4 separate regions of the Sus scrofa genome follow, and regions 1, 3 and 4 are each linked to region 2. The links are chromatin contacts, called in public HiChIP or PLAC-seq maps. All regions are on one chromosome and are shown on one strand. Each heading gives the region's core, a stretch centred on a gene start, on an enhancer-like site or on the middle of the called end of the contact. The rest is flanking DNA. Distances are from core to core; before and after follow the strand shown. Region 1 holds the start of SLC4A3 (anion exchange protein 3). Region 2 holds the start of CHPF (chondroitin sulfate synthase 2). Region 3 holds the start of DES (desmin). Region 4 overlaps SPEG (striated muscle preferentially expressed protein kinase).

Evidence for each region. HiChIP or PLAC-seq counts read pairs in DNA pulled down with a chosen protein or histone mark.
Region 1: a contact with region 2 is called in an H3K27ac HiChIP or PLAC-seq map of skeletal muscle. The contact joins the promoter of SLC4A3 here to the promoter of CHPF in region 2. A contact is called at or near these places in 2 of 47 Hi-C or Micro-C datasets (skeletal muscle and subcutaneous adipose tissue) and 1 of 2 datasets of contacts at active chromatin or transcription factors (skeletal muscle).
Region 3: a contact with region 2 is called in an H3K27ac HiChIP or PLAC-seq map of skeletal muscle. The contact joins the promoter of DES here to the promoter of CHPF in region 2. A contact is called at or near these places in 1 of 5 promoter capture datasets (fetal skeletal muscle), 5 of 47 Hi-C or Micro-C datasets (heart right ventricle, omental adipose tissue, skeletal muscle and 1 more) and 1 of 2 datasets of contacts at active chromatin or transcription factors (skeletal muscle).
Region 4: a contact with region 2 is called in an H3K27ac HiChIP or PLAC-seq map of skeletal muscle. The contact joins the enhancer-like site here to the promoter of CHPF in region 2. A contact is called at or near these places in 7 of 47 Hi-C or Micro-C datasets (embryonic fibroblasts, fetal skeletal muscle, heart right ventricle and 4 more) and 1 of 2 datasets of contacts at active chromatin or transcription factors (skeletal muscle).

What each region holds. Positions count from the first base shown.
Region 1 is chr15:121,628,482-121,631,181 of Sscrofa11.1, forward strand. SLC4A3 (anion exchange protein 3) reads left to right here and starts at 1,313. Exons shown (of 25, transcript XM_021075196.1): 1 at 1,313-1,564; 2 at 1,742-1,884; 3 at 2,208-2,373. The coding sequence starts at 2,247.
Region 2 is chr15:121,552,157-121,554,856 of Sscrofa11.1, forward strand. CHPF (chondroitin sulfate synthase 2) reads right to left here and starts at 1,434. Exons shown (of 4, transcript XM_003359649.4): 1 at 722-1,434. The coding sequence starts at 1,035. TMEM198 (transmembrane protein 198) reads left to right here and starts at 1,530. Exons shown (of 5, transcript XM_021076309.1): 1 at 1,530-1,876; 2 at 2,190-2,393. The coding sequence starts at 2,228.
Region 3 is chr15:121,427,209-121,429,908 of Sscrofa11.1, forward strand. DES (desmin) reads left to right here and starts at 1,394. Exons shown (of 9, transcript NM_001001535.1): 1 at 1,394-2,015. The coding sequence starts at 1,435.
Region 4 is chr15:121,467,394-121,470,093 of Sscrofa11.1, forward strand. The region is part of intron 6 of SPEG (striated muscle preferentially expressed protein kinase); the gene reads left to right. Among named protein-coding and RNA genes, the nearest start is that of SPEG, 25 kb to the left of the region's middle. Within about 2 kb of position 1,333, at least 20 of the 83 cell types and tissues checked have an H3K27ac peak or open chromatin away from gene starts, as enhancers often do. A contact at or near this core is called in skeletal muscle, where this site is marked.

The DNA of each region.
Region 1 (2,700 bases), core at 63-2,562, 76 kb after region 2:
CTGTATGGCTTCTATAGTAGCAAAGATGCAGTCTCCTTAAAAAGTTCACCTGGGAAGTGAGGCGTATGTTTCAGCCTGTGCTCATGGCAGGGAAGGTTTCACAGCAGTGGGCAGGCAACCAAGGTGGGGGGGTGGGGGGGGTCCCTGTAGCACATGCAGATAAACATTAGACATGAAGCCAGAAGCCCTTGGGTTTGATTCTCAGCCATGCCGCCTTCCCACAAGCCTTGGACATTGGGCAAGTCATTTAAACTTTCGGAACCTTGTTTTTCTCACCTGTCAAATATGATCAAGATGCTCTATGCCGAGGAGGGCTGTTGTGTGCTCATGAGAATACAAATATCCGAGGGGTTTGTATCTAAATTTAAGGTAATGAAATGATTGTGGTTGTTAATTCTAGGATTCAAGGATGGAGACGGTGAGAAATGATGTAGTCATAAGAGAGGCAAAGAAAAATGTGCCTTTGGGTTGAGCTGAGACCCAGGTGAGGGCAGGGCCGGGAGAGGGTAAATTACATTTCCAAGGTCACAGGGTTAAACCTCTTCCCCCACACAGAGTCCATCACCCTGTGCCTGGGGCAGGCTTGGTTTCCCTCTCCTGGGCCTGGCCAGTTCCACCCTCCCTGTCTTCAGCTGCATCCTGGGTTCTCCCCCCACATCCTCCTAAGTTCGCCTAAGGATTCAGGGACGTGGCTTCAACAAATATCATGGAGGGACTGTTAGGGACACGGCATTGTGCTAGGTGTCCGGTTTCAGCCAGACCCCAGAGGGTCAAACTGGGATTCAGTCCTTCCTTTCAAAGACCTTTCCGCTTGGAAAAGGGGCTGTGACCTCAGGGAGTGGAAGAGGGAGAGAGGGGGTCTGGAAACTGAGCCACAGAATCCTACAGCTCGACGGAACTTTCGAACACTCCGATGCCCAGGCCCCGCTGGCTACGAAGGGGAAACCGAGGCCCAGGGAGGGGAGGTAACTGCCAAGGTCAAACGTTGGGCGGTGCCTAGTGGCAGAAGGCCGGCATCTGGGGCTCTGTCGGGATCGACAGAACAGGTGGTGGGTGCTTCCCCGGCTCTGCGAAGCTCAGTTTCCGACGTTGGAGGGGCTGGCGTCTGCGGAGGGGTCGCTTCCAGGGCTCTTGCAGGGAGAGGAGGCGAAAAGCAAGGTGGTGCGTGAATCTCGGGATTGTGGGCGTGGGGAGCGGCGCCCCCGCCCCCGGCAACGCGTGGGGTGCGGGAGAAGGGGCTGGGGGAGCAGGTGGGGTCCTGCGGGGGCCCGCGCGTGGGGGCCGGGCCGGCGGGTGCGGGGTGAGTCACCGCCCGCCCGCTCCCATTGTGCGGCCCCGCGGCGGCGGCGGCGGCGGCGGCGGCGGAGCTGCAGAGCTGAGCGCGAGGAGGTGGAGCCGCGGGGCTGCGGGCTCCGGCGCCTGCGTCCGCCCGGCCCGCCAGGCTCTCCGCGGCCGCGGGCGCCTCCCGGCCGTCCACCCTGCGCGGCGACAGGCCCCGGAGCGAGCGCAGGAGGGAGATGGGGCGCGGCGGCCGGCCCGGGCCCGGCAGGCCCGGAGCCCAGAGGTACCGCAGGGCGGGGCGGCGCGCGGCGGCCCGGGCTGGGCCCTGGGTGTTTCGGGCGTAGCGGGGCCTCTAAGGGTGCTCGGGCGGGCTGGAGGGGCATCGGGCATCGGGCATCGGGCTCCGGGGAGGGGGTGGGGGCGGCGGCGCGAGGCTTCTGACCCCGCCTTCCCTCTCCAGGGTTTCCCACTAGGTCCCCGCAGCGCCCCCTTCTTCTCACCCGGGCCACGGGTCGTTCAGTGAGTCAGAGCCTTCCAAGCCACCTCTCCGGACATGGCCAACGGAGTGATCCCGCCGCCCGGGGGCGCCTCCCCCTACCCCAGGTGACTGAGGCTCGCAGGGTCGGAGGAGGGGGAGGGACCTCAAGGAGGAAGCGGGGCGGGGTGGGGGGGGTGTCTTCTGATCAGTCCTGGGACCCCAGACACAGGGATGGAGCTAGGCTTGGGATATGGGGAAAGAGGGGGTCTTACAGGTTATTTTTCGGAGCTGTTGCCCCTTCTCTTCCTGGGAAACCCAAGAAGCCTGGGAGGTTGACCCCTTCTTGGGCCACAGGGAATGGAAGATGGAATCTGCCGGGGCTTGAATTGGGGTGGGTGTGGGGTGATCATGGGTCAAGGGTGCTTAGGAAAGCTGTCTGAGTCTGCAGGTCCGGGTGCCCTTGGAGGAGCCCCCTCTGAGTCCAGACATGGAGGAGGAGGATGATGACTTGGGGAAGACCTTGGCCGTGAGCAGGTTTGGGGACCTCATCAGCAAGCCTCCGGCCTGGGACCCTGAGAAGCCCAGCCGCAGCTACAGCGAGCGGGACTTTGAGTGTGGGTAGCCTGGGGACCCCTAGCGTGGCCGCCTCACCACCATCATCTTCATTGCCACCATCACCGTGCTCACCACTGGCTTGGTCACCCGGTGCCATCTTATGCTGGACGCTGTGCTGGACGCTGTGCTGGGCCACCATGCCATGTTAAGTCATCCTGCCTCACTCACCCATCACCTGTCTGCCTGTCAGGGGAGCGGGGGCCCGAGACACAGGGGAGAGGTAGGGAGATGGGCCTGAGGACTCTCTTGGTGACCTTCATCGTCCCAAGGCTGTCACACTCTGCCACCTCTGTTCTCTTCTCTCTGCCACCTCCTCTCCCCTCCTG
Region 2 (2,700 bases), core at 184-2,683:
TCCCAACCCACTGAGCAAGGCCAGAGATCGAACCCGCATCCTCACGGATACCAGTTAGATTCGTTTCTGCTGCACCACAACGGGAAGTCGATGGATATACTTATTTCTAAATATATGGCATTATACCACAAATATGTCACACAAATGATGTAAAGGAATGAATAGCATAGACATGTAGTGAATGTGTTTGGGGAGCTCAGGGGTTCCAGGATCTTACCTTCCACAACACAGAAGGTAAGTTGCAGAACTGGAAATTGAACTCAGTGTTACTTAGGAGAAATTAGTTCAACTCACAGGCAGAGGCATTAATGGGATGGGTATATCACCCTTCCCCCAGGAACCTCAATACCTCCCCATCCAGGTCTCCACACAGGAATAAGAGAGGTAAATCCTAGTTCTCTCTTTTCTCTTTCCCTCTCTCTATACCAGTCTACACCCATCACCGAGCCAGGGAACTGAGGATCTCTGGGGGCCCGTGGTGTCAAGCAGGTTTAGGACAGAGGTGGGCAAGTTCTGCCCAGGCCTGGATGAGGCCCAGGGAGGCCTCAGATGGGCTCCACACCTCCCCGAGAAGCAGGGCTATCGGAAATTATCAGGGCCCAAAGACTTCCTGGCTAGCCAGCCCCTTCCTTCCGGAGCCTGACCCAGCCCCTGTCGGCCTCCACGGCGCGCCTGTCCAGGCCGGTTCACAGGGGGTGGGGCTGGCGAGTCTGATCCCTACCTGACGGCCTTTTTGGCGGCCTGGCCAGGCTGTGCGGGGTGATAGGGCAATACGCGCGGCTCCCAGTTCTCCACGGCTCCTGCGCCGGCCCCGGGCTTCTCGCGCTCTGCTCCAGGTTGCACCGAGTTGGGCCGGCGTGCCGCGTTTGTGTTGCCGCGCGGCGGCAGCTCAGAATCTCCGGGTTGGGGCGGGCCTGGGCCGCACGGCTCCTCCACCCAGGTGACGCTGAGCAGGCTCAGAGTGAAGCCCAGGGAGATGCCCACGGCCACTGGCCCTGCGGGCCGCAGCACCGACAACAGCAGCGATGCCCGCATGGCGCCAGGACCGCGGGCCCCGGGCCTCGGAGCAGCCCCAGAGCAGCTAGAGGAGGCTCCGAGGGGGCGGGACTGGGGAGGGGGCGGATCCAGAGGGCCCAGGGCAAGCAGGCGGGCCCCCCCACTCCGCGCCGAGCAGAGCCCGCGGTGCCAGTCGAATCCCCAGCGCTGCGTTCTGATCCCCTTCCAGCCGCAGCTCGGTACCGCTCACCGTCCCGGCGCTGGGCTCGGGAGCCTTAGCGGGGGCCGTCGCTGTCCGACGTGTCACTGGGAGGGCCCCGCCCCCGGGGTGTGGTCTCGGGCTCCAGCTACCGGAGAGGGAGGAAAAGGGGGAGGTTAAAGGGGAAGGACCCCCGGAAGTGCCCCCTCCTCAGTGCGGGAGAGGCAGACGCCGGGGGCGGAGTCGCCTAACCTCCTCTCGGCGTGGTTGGTGCGTCTCGGGTGACGTCAGAAGCAGCCCGCCCCTGCCTGGATGGTGCGCCCTGAGTGACGTCAGGAGCAGAGGCCGGAGCTGTCCATCAGCACCACAGGCCGCGGGCGGGCTCAGGGCATGGGGCCGCGGCTCTGGGGCAGCCCAAGCCCCTGCTCCCGCTCCTTTCCCTTTCCCAGGCCCAGCCCGAGTCCCCGAACGCCGCGGACCTGGAGTGCTAGCCGGTTTTGGAGGCGGAGCGGCGACGCTGCCGCGCAGGGACCGGTCCCTCCGGCCCAGCGGCCCCCTTCCCCTCACGGCGGACTTTTACCGGACCCAAGTCGGCTGGAGCCCCTGGCACCCTGCAACCCCGGACACGCCGGCTTCTGCACAGCCTCTTTCGCTCTGAAGCTCAGGTCGCCTCCGGCCCAGGTAGATCTTGGACAATCCCAGATTTAGCCGCCCACAGACCAGTCTTCTAGCCGCCTGCTTCTCACTGGCAGCACACTGACCTCATCTCCCCACAACCCAGTTACCCTTTTAACTTCATCCCAGCTCCCTCTAGCCGGGCACTTTTGTTTCCCTTTGTCTTTTGCCCCTTACTTCAGGGATGCTTCCAGAGCTGTGTGATGTGAGCACCACTCCTTTGTCCACTGTGTCCTTGCCTAGTTCTCCCACTCCCATTCTCACTCCATCGTGGTAGAGACCCAGGACTCCTCTTTGACCCCAACTTCCTCTCTGTCAGGCTGACCTGGGAGGGTGACTCCCTCTGTTCCCAGCACTATGCCAGGCACTGCGGCGACACTGCGGTTCCAGCTGCTGCCCCCCGAGCCAGATGATGCCTTCTGGGGTGCACCCTGTGAACAGCCCCTGGAACGCAGGTACCAGGCACTGCCGGCCCTCGTCTGCATCATGTGCTGTCTGTTTGGAGTCGTCTACTGCTTCTTCGGTGAGACCTCATCTCATCCCTCACTGGGGCTTCCCCACTGTTTCCCTAAGTTATTTTTCTGAGGCACCCTCAGCCTTCTTTAGAACTTTACCACCACCATAATAATTATCTTTCTTTTCTCTCTCTCTCTTTTTCCATCCCACAAATGTTTGTAGATAACTTAGACTCTAGATCCTAGAGAACACAGGTTTTTGAGTTAGGCATGCTTGAATTTGAACCTGGCTCTGCACCTTACTAATTGTGATGCCTTGGGCTCATTAACTGCTAAGGTCCAGTTTTCTCATCTGAACAGTGGGAAGAATGATAC
Region 3 (2,700 bases), core at 144-2,643, 120 kb before region 2:
CACAGAAGAGGAGGACTTGCCTGCTTGTAGTATGTCTGCTGGTGATGGCAGAGCTAGCGTGCAAGAGCAGCCCTCAATTTCCAAGCTTTGCATTCCAAAAGGGTCAGGCCCAAGAGAGGCCTGCAGAGTGCCAGGTGGAGGTGTCCAGAGACAGCCAGGATTCGTGGAGAAGTGGGAATGTCCTTAGGGTCAGCCAGCACCTTGTCCTAAGGAGCCTGTGGAAGACTGGTCAGCCCTTCTGGGGCTCCATTGCTGCTGGGGGCATGGAGCATTATGGGGGTGCAAAGCAACTGGGGCTCATCACCCCAGCCTTCCTCCACCATCTGACACTCAGGTACCCGGCCCCCACCCCCAGAGCGCCTCTCCGGTGCGCTTTTTTTCCCGGCCTGATGCATTCTCCTCTATAAATACCAGCTCTGGTATTTCGGGTTGGCAGCTGTTGCTGCCAGGGAGATGGCTGGGTTGACATGAGGCTCCTGACAAAACACAAACCCCTCGGTGGGTGCGGGTGTGGGTGGTGTGAGGAGGGGCATGAATCAGAGGCGGGAGGTGGGCTCGAGGGGAGGAAGCCAGGCAAAGTTAGTGGCATGGGGGTGAGAGTATACAGTTATAATTGTCATCATTGGAAACTGAGAGCCTTCTAGCCCCTTTCTGGAAATCACTGTTGTTTATAAGCTTGAGGCCCAAGCCCAGAGGGAAACTGAGGCTGGAAGGAAGCTGGCACCCCAGTGCTAGCAGACATAACCCAGCAGGCAGGTCTGGCTCCCATTGCTCCTTGTCCCCGGGAAGCCCTCCCAGCCTTTCCACCTGTCCAGAGACCCTCCTCCTCTCAGCCTGGCTTCTGGACTCCTGGTCTTTGCCTGAGCCCTCCTAAGTGCTTGCCACATTCAGAGAATCTTGAGAAAAAACGGGTGATTTGGAGCCTTTCTTTAGAAACAGGCCTTGCTCGACATGACCCAAAATCTCTCCTGGGAGCAAAAACGAGTCCCTGTAAGTAAACATTAGCCTCTCCCCGATCACCCCCAGGAGGAAGCCGGCACCCCAAAGGCTGAGAGGGGGCCCCCCTTGGGGTGCCAGACGTGCTTGAGCCCTGGCCAAGCGCTTGGCTGGCCTGCCCATCTTCTGCCCTTCTAGGTCCATCGTTCTCTCCCACACCCTTCAGGGGCCCCCCTACCCGCCGGCCGAGGGGGCACAGGCCTCTTGCGGGGGAGCTGGCCTCCCCGCCCCCACGCCAGAGGCCGCCCTTTCCTGGCAGGACAGCGGGATCCTGCAGCTGTCAGGGGAGGGGCGGCGGGGGCTGATGTCAGGAGGGATACAAATAGTGCCGTCGGCTGGGGGCCCTGTCTCCCCTCGCCGCATCTACTCTCCAGCCGGCCGCCCGCCGCCGCCGCCGCCTCCTCCTCCGCGCCGCCCAGCCAAGCCCGCGCCGCCACCATGAGCCAGGCCTACTCGTCCAGCCAGCGCGTGTCCTCTTACCGCCGCACCTTCGGCGGGGCCCCGAGCTTCCCGCTCGGCTCGCCGCTGAGCTCGCCCGTGTTCCCGCGCGCGGGCTTCGGCACCAAGGGCTCCTCGAGCTCGGTGACCTCCCGAGTGTACCAGGTGTCGCGCACGTCGGGCGGGGCCGGGGGCCTGGGGCCGCTGCGGGCCAGCCGGCTGGGGGCCACCCGCGTGCCCTCCTCATCCTACGGCGCGGGCGAGCTGCTGGACTTCTCGCTGGCAGACGCCGTCAACCAGGAGTTCCTGACCACGCGCACCAACGAGAAAGTGGAGTTGCAGGAGCTCAATGATCGCTTTGCCAACTACATCGAGAAGGTGCGCTTCCTGGAGCAGCAGAACGCGGCGCTCGCCGCCGAGGTGAACCGGCTCAAGGGCCGCGAGCCGACCCGGGTGGCCGAGATCTACGAGGAGGAGCTGCGCGAGCTGCGGCGCCAGGTGGAGGTGCTCACCAACCAGCGCGCCCGCGTCGACGTCGAGCGGGACAACCTGCTGGACGACCTGCAGCGGCTCAAGGCCAAGTGAGGACCCGAAACCCCCTCTCCATGGGCTGGGGCGTGGGAGGCTAGGCCTAGGACTGGATCCAGTTGTCAGCACCCAGGGAGAGGAGGGTTGTTGCTGTGTTCCCCGAAGGGGAGGGACGCCTGGCCTTTCCCTTTGCTCGCAGTCTGCAGAGGAGGAATCTTCTTGCAGACATCATGAGGAGGAAAGGCGAGACCTGGGAGGACCAGGTGCCTTTTAAAAAGCATCTTAAGATGCTGGGGTGATGTTGCTGGGAGTCAGGTATGTAGGTGGAGAGAGGAGGCCCAAGTGCAGTCAGAGAGAGACTCTCAGCCCATCTGTGATGAGGCCCTGGGGCTGGGGGTGGAGAGGGGATCTTGGCCCCTGGGCCTGGCTGAGGCTGTACAGGGGGACCGGATAAGCTAGAGGAAGGGGGAGAGTGCCTGGGGGGTGCAGCTCTCAGCAAGCTTGGGAGGACTAAATGGTGGGCTCCACCAGGCTCCCAGTACATAAAGGCAGCAAGTATAGAGCAAGGACTCATGGGTCCTGCTTTTGGTGGCCCAAGAGAACAGAGTCCCTGTCCTTCCACCCAGGTCACAAATGTTAAGTGAGCACCTACATGGGTCAGGCTGGGGCTGGGGCCTGGGAACACAGAGGTGGATAAAATAGACACAGTTCTTAATCCCAGGGAGGTCACAGTCTGGT
Region 4 (2,700 bases), core at 83-2,582, 85 kb before region 2:
AGACCTACTGGATCAGAAACCTGGGGGTGGGGCCCAGTGAGCTGTGGTTTAAGGGGCCCTCCACGTGATTCTGGTGCAGGGTGGACTCTGAGAAGCCCTGCCCTGAGGCAGGGACCTTGTGCCAGGTGGGAGGCCAGGTGGTGCAGTGGGAAGCACGTGGGCTGTGGAGCCAGACCTCCACGGTTCAGAGCCCGGCCTCGAAGTTTGGTGGTCAAGTGAGATGGAACTTGGTGATACCACCTCTTGCCACCAAACCTTTGCGTGTGTAAGAATCGCCATGGGAAGTTCCCATTAAGAACCCAACTAGCATCCATGAGGATGCAGGTTCCATCCCTGGTCTCGGGCTAAGGTTCCGGCATTGTGGCAAGGGGGCATAGGTCGAAGATGTGGCTTGGATCTGGCATTGCTGTGGCTGTGGTGTAGGCCAGCAGCTGCAGCTCCAATTTGACCCCTAACCTGGGAACCTCAGGCGTGCCACAGGCGTGGCCCTAAAAAAAAAAAAAAAAAAATCACCTGTTGGGGAACGCATTCTAACAAAGCAGTTTCCTAACCCCTGTTTCAAGAAATCTAATTCTTCAGGTGTGAGTAAGGCCCAGACACTTTTTTTTTTTTTTTTTTTTTTTATGGCCGCCAGGGATTGAATCCAGTCCGCAGCTGTGACCTACACCTCAGCTGTGGTAATGCCCAATCCTTTAACCCGCTGCACCAGGCCAGGGATCAAACCGGCACCTCCGCAGGGATCTGAGCCGCTGCATTCAGATTCTTAACCCACTGCACCACAGTGGGAACTCTCAGAAATTTATAGTTTAAACAGTCTCCCAAGCGGCCCTGATGCTGGTGGTTCAAAGACCACAGCTGGTGACAGATCATTGATCAGCCTCCTTGGCCATGCAGTTCTGGGGGTACACAGGGGTGAGGGGCCGCTGCCTTGTTTTGAAAAGACCTAGTCCTGAGTGTTCTTCCTGGGCTGCTCTGTCAGCCCCCCTCTCTAAGGAACCTAAGGAACCTCCAAATCCCTTTGTCACAGGGTGTCCCTAGGGTGCTATTCCCCCAGCCACCACCAGGGGTCTCAGTCTCCCTGCAAACTCCGCCCTTCCAGCTTTAATCTCTGCAGGCCCTCCCTGGGCCCTTGCGCTGCCTCAGCATTGTCCATCCAACCTGGAGGTGACCCCAGACGTCACCACACTCCACAGCGGGGAGGGCACATTTGCCTCCAGGGGCCATGCCGGTGATCTCAGCATCGGCTAGTGGCCAGACCCCGAGCAGGTGCTTGCCATGTGCCATCCTGACTTCCCTCTCCACCCCCACCTCAAGCCAGTCTGAATGGTGGACCTTCCTCCTTCACTGGCCATGCTGAGGAACACAGGTCACTGCTTGGGAATGTGGCCCCAGGCGGGCGTGATAGAAGGTGGGAGAAGGCCATGTGACCTCTCCTCAACAGCTCTGCAGCTCTGCTGCTGTCTCCCGGCGCCTTCCCCACCCAGTCCAGATGGGTGCTGGTTGTGAGGGGTCAGAGTGTGGGGGGTGGACAGCCTCTGTCCTCCTGACTGTTGGCCCTGGTGGCGCTGACAGGGTGAGGGACCATTGCCAACAGAGCCTGTAAGAGAGGGGTTGGGTGCAGGTCCGGTTCCCCACGTGGCTGCGAGGCCAGACCTGCCATGGCAGGAACAGGAAGGTGGAGGGGGGATTCTGGGCCCTGCAAGTTGAGCGGGCATCTCTGCGAAGGAGGCCAAAGGTCCTGACAACTGATTCGCAGCACAAGGGAAGACTGGGTGCGGCCTGACTCTGTAGTATTTGAGGCTTGTCAGTGGATTCCAGCGTCAGGGATCTTGGCTGTTTGTTCAGGGAAAGGGGCATCATGGGGGCTGTTTGCCATCGTACCTCCTCTGCTGGACATGCCGAAACAAATGGGGCAGCACAGGCATCTTGGCTGCTGCAGTGCAATGCCATCCCCATCTTCCCCTGGGCACCGAGGCCCCCGCCCTTTGAGTCGAGGCGCCGTTGAGGTGGCTTTGCATTTGTCAGGGTCCAGAAGCTGTAAGGAGAGAAAAGGCAGATCCCGCGGTTTGGGAATGAGCAGGGTGGCTAAATCCAGCCGGCGCGCGGCGCGCTCTGCCCCTCCCCTCTCCTCCCCTTCACTCCAGGGCCCAGGCGGCTTGTGGTCTCCGCAGGAACCACCTCCCCAGCCAGCTGCCTGCCTGCCACCCAGCCGGTCCAGGCCTGGCCAGCCCCCACCCCCTCCCTCCCCCTCCTCAGGCTCCCTCCCCTCCCCCAGGACCTCGTGCAGCGCCTCGGCAGGGTCAGCAGAGTAAGTGGGGCTGGGCAGGCTGGGCTCCTGCTCCCTGGGGAGCCGGGCGGGGTGGGCAGTGGGCAGGCGGCAGGAGGGCCCGGTGCCAGGACAGATTCTTCAGGACAAGTGCAGGCCGGGGTCTGCGTGCAGAGTCTCGGGGTGAGTTGGGGGGCAGCCCAGCCGGGGTACAGGGCCAAAGGGGCTTGGGGTGGGGGACCAGGAGGAGGGGCCAGGGGGCTGTGGCAGGCTCATGTCTGTATTTGGCAGTCGGATAGGAGCCAGCTCAGTGAGGCTGGGCCCCTGGCCAGTTGCAGGGGAGGGCCTCAGGGCCCTGGGGACACCCCTCCCCCAAAGCAACGCCGGTGCCCCCTCCTCTTCCCCAGGCCGAGCTGCCCTTCTCTGTGGATGAC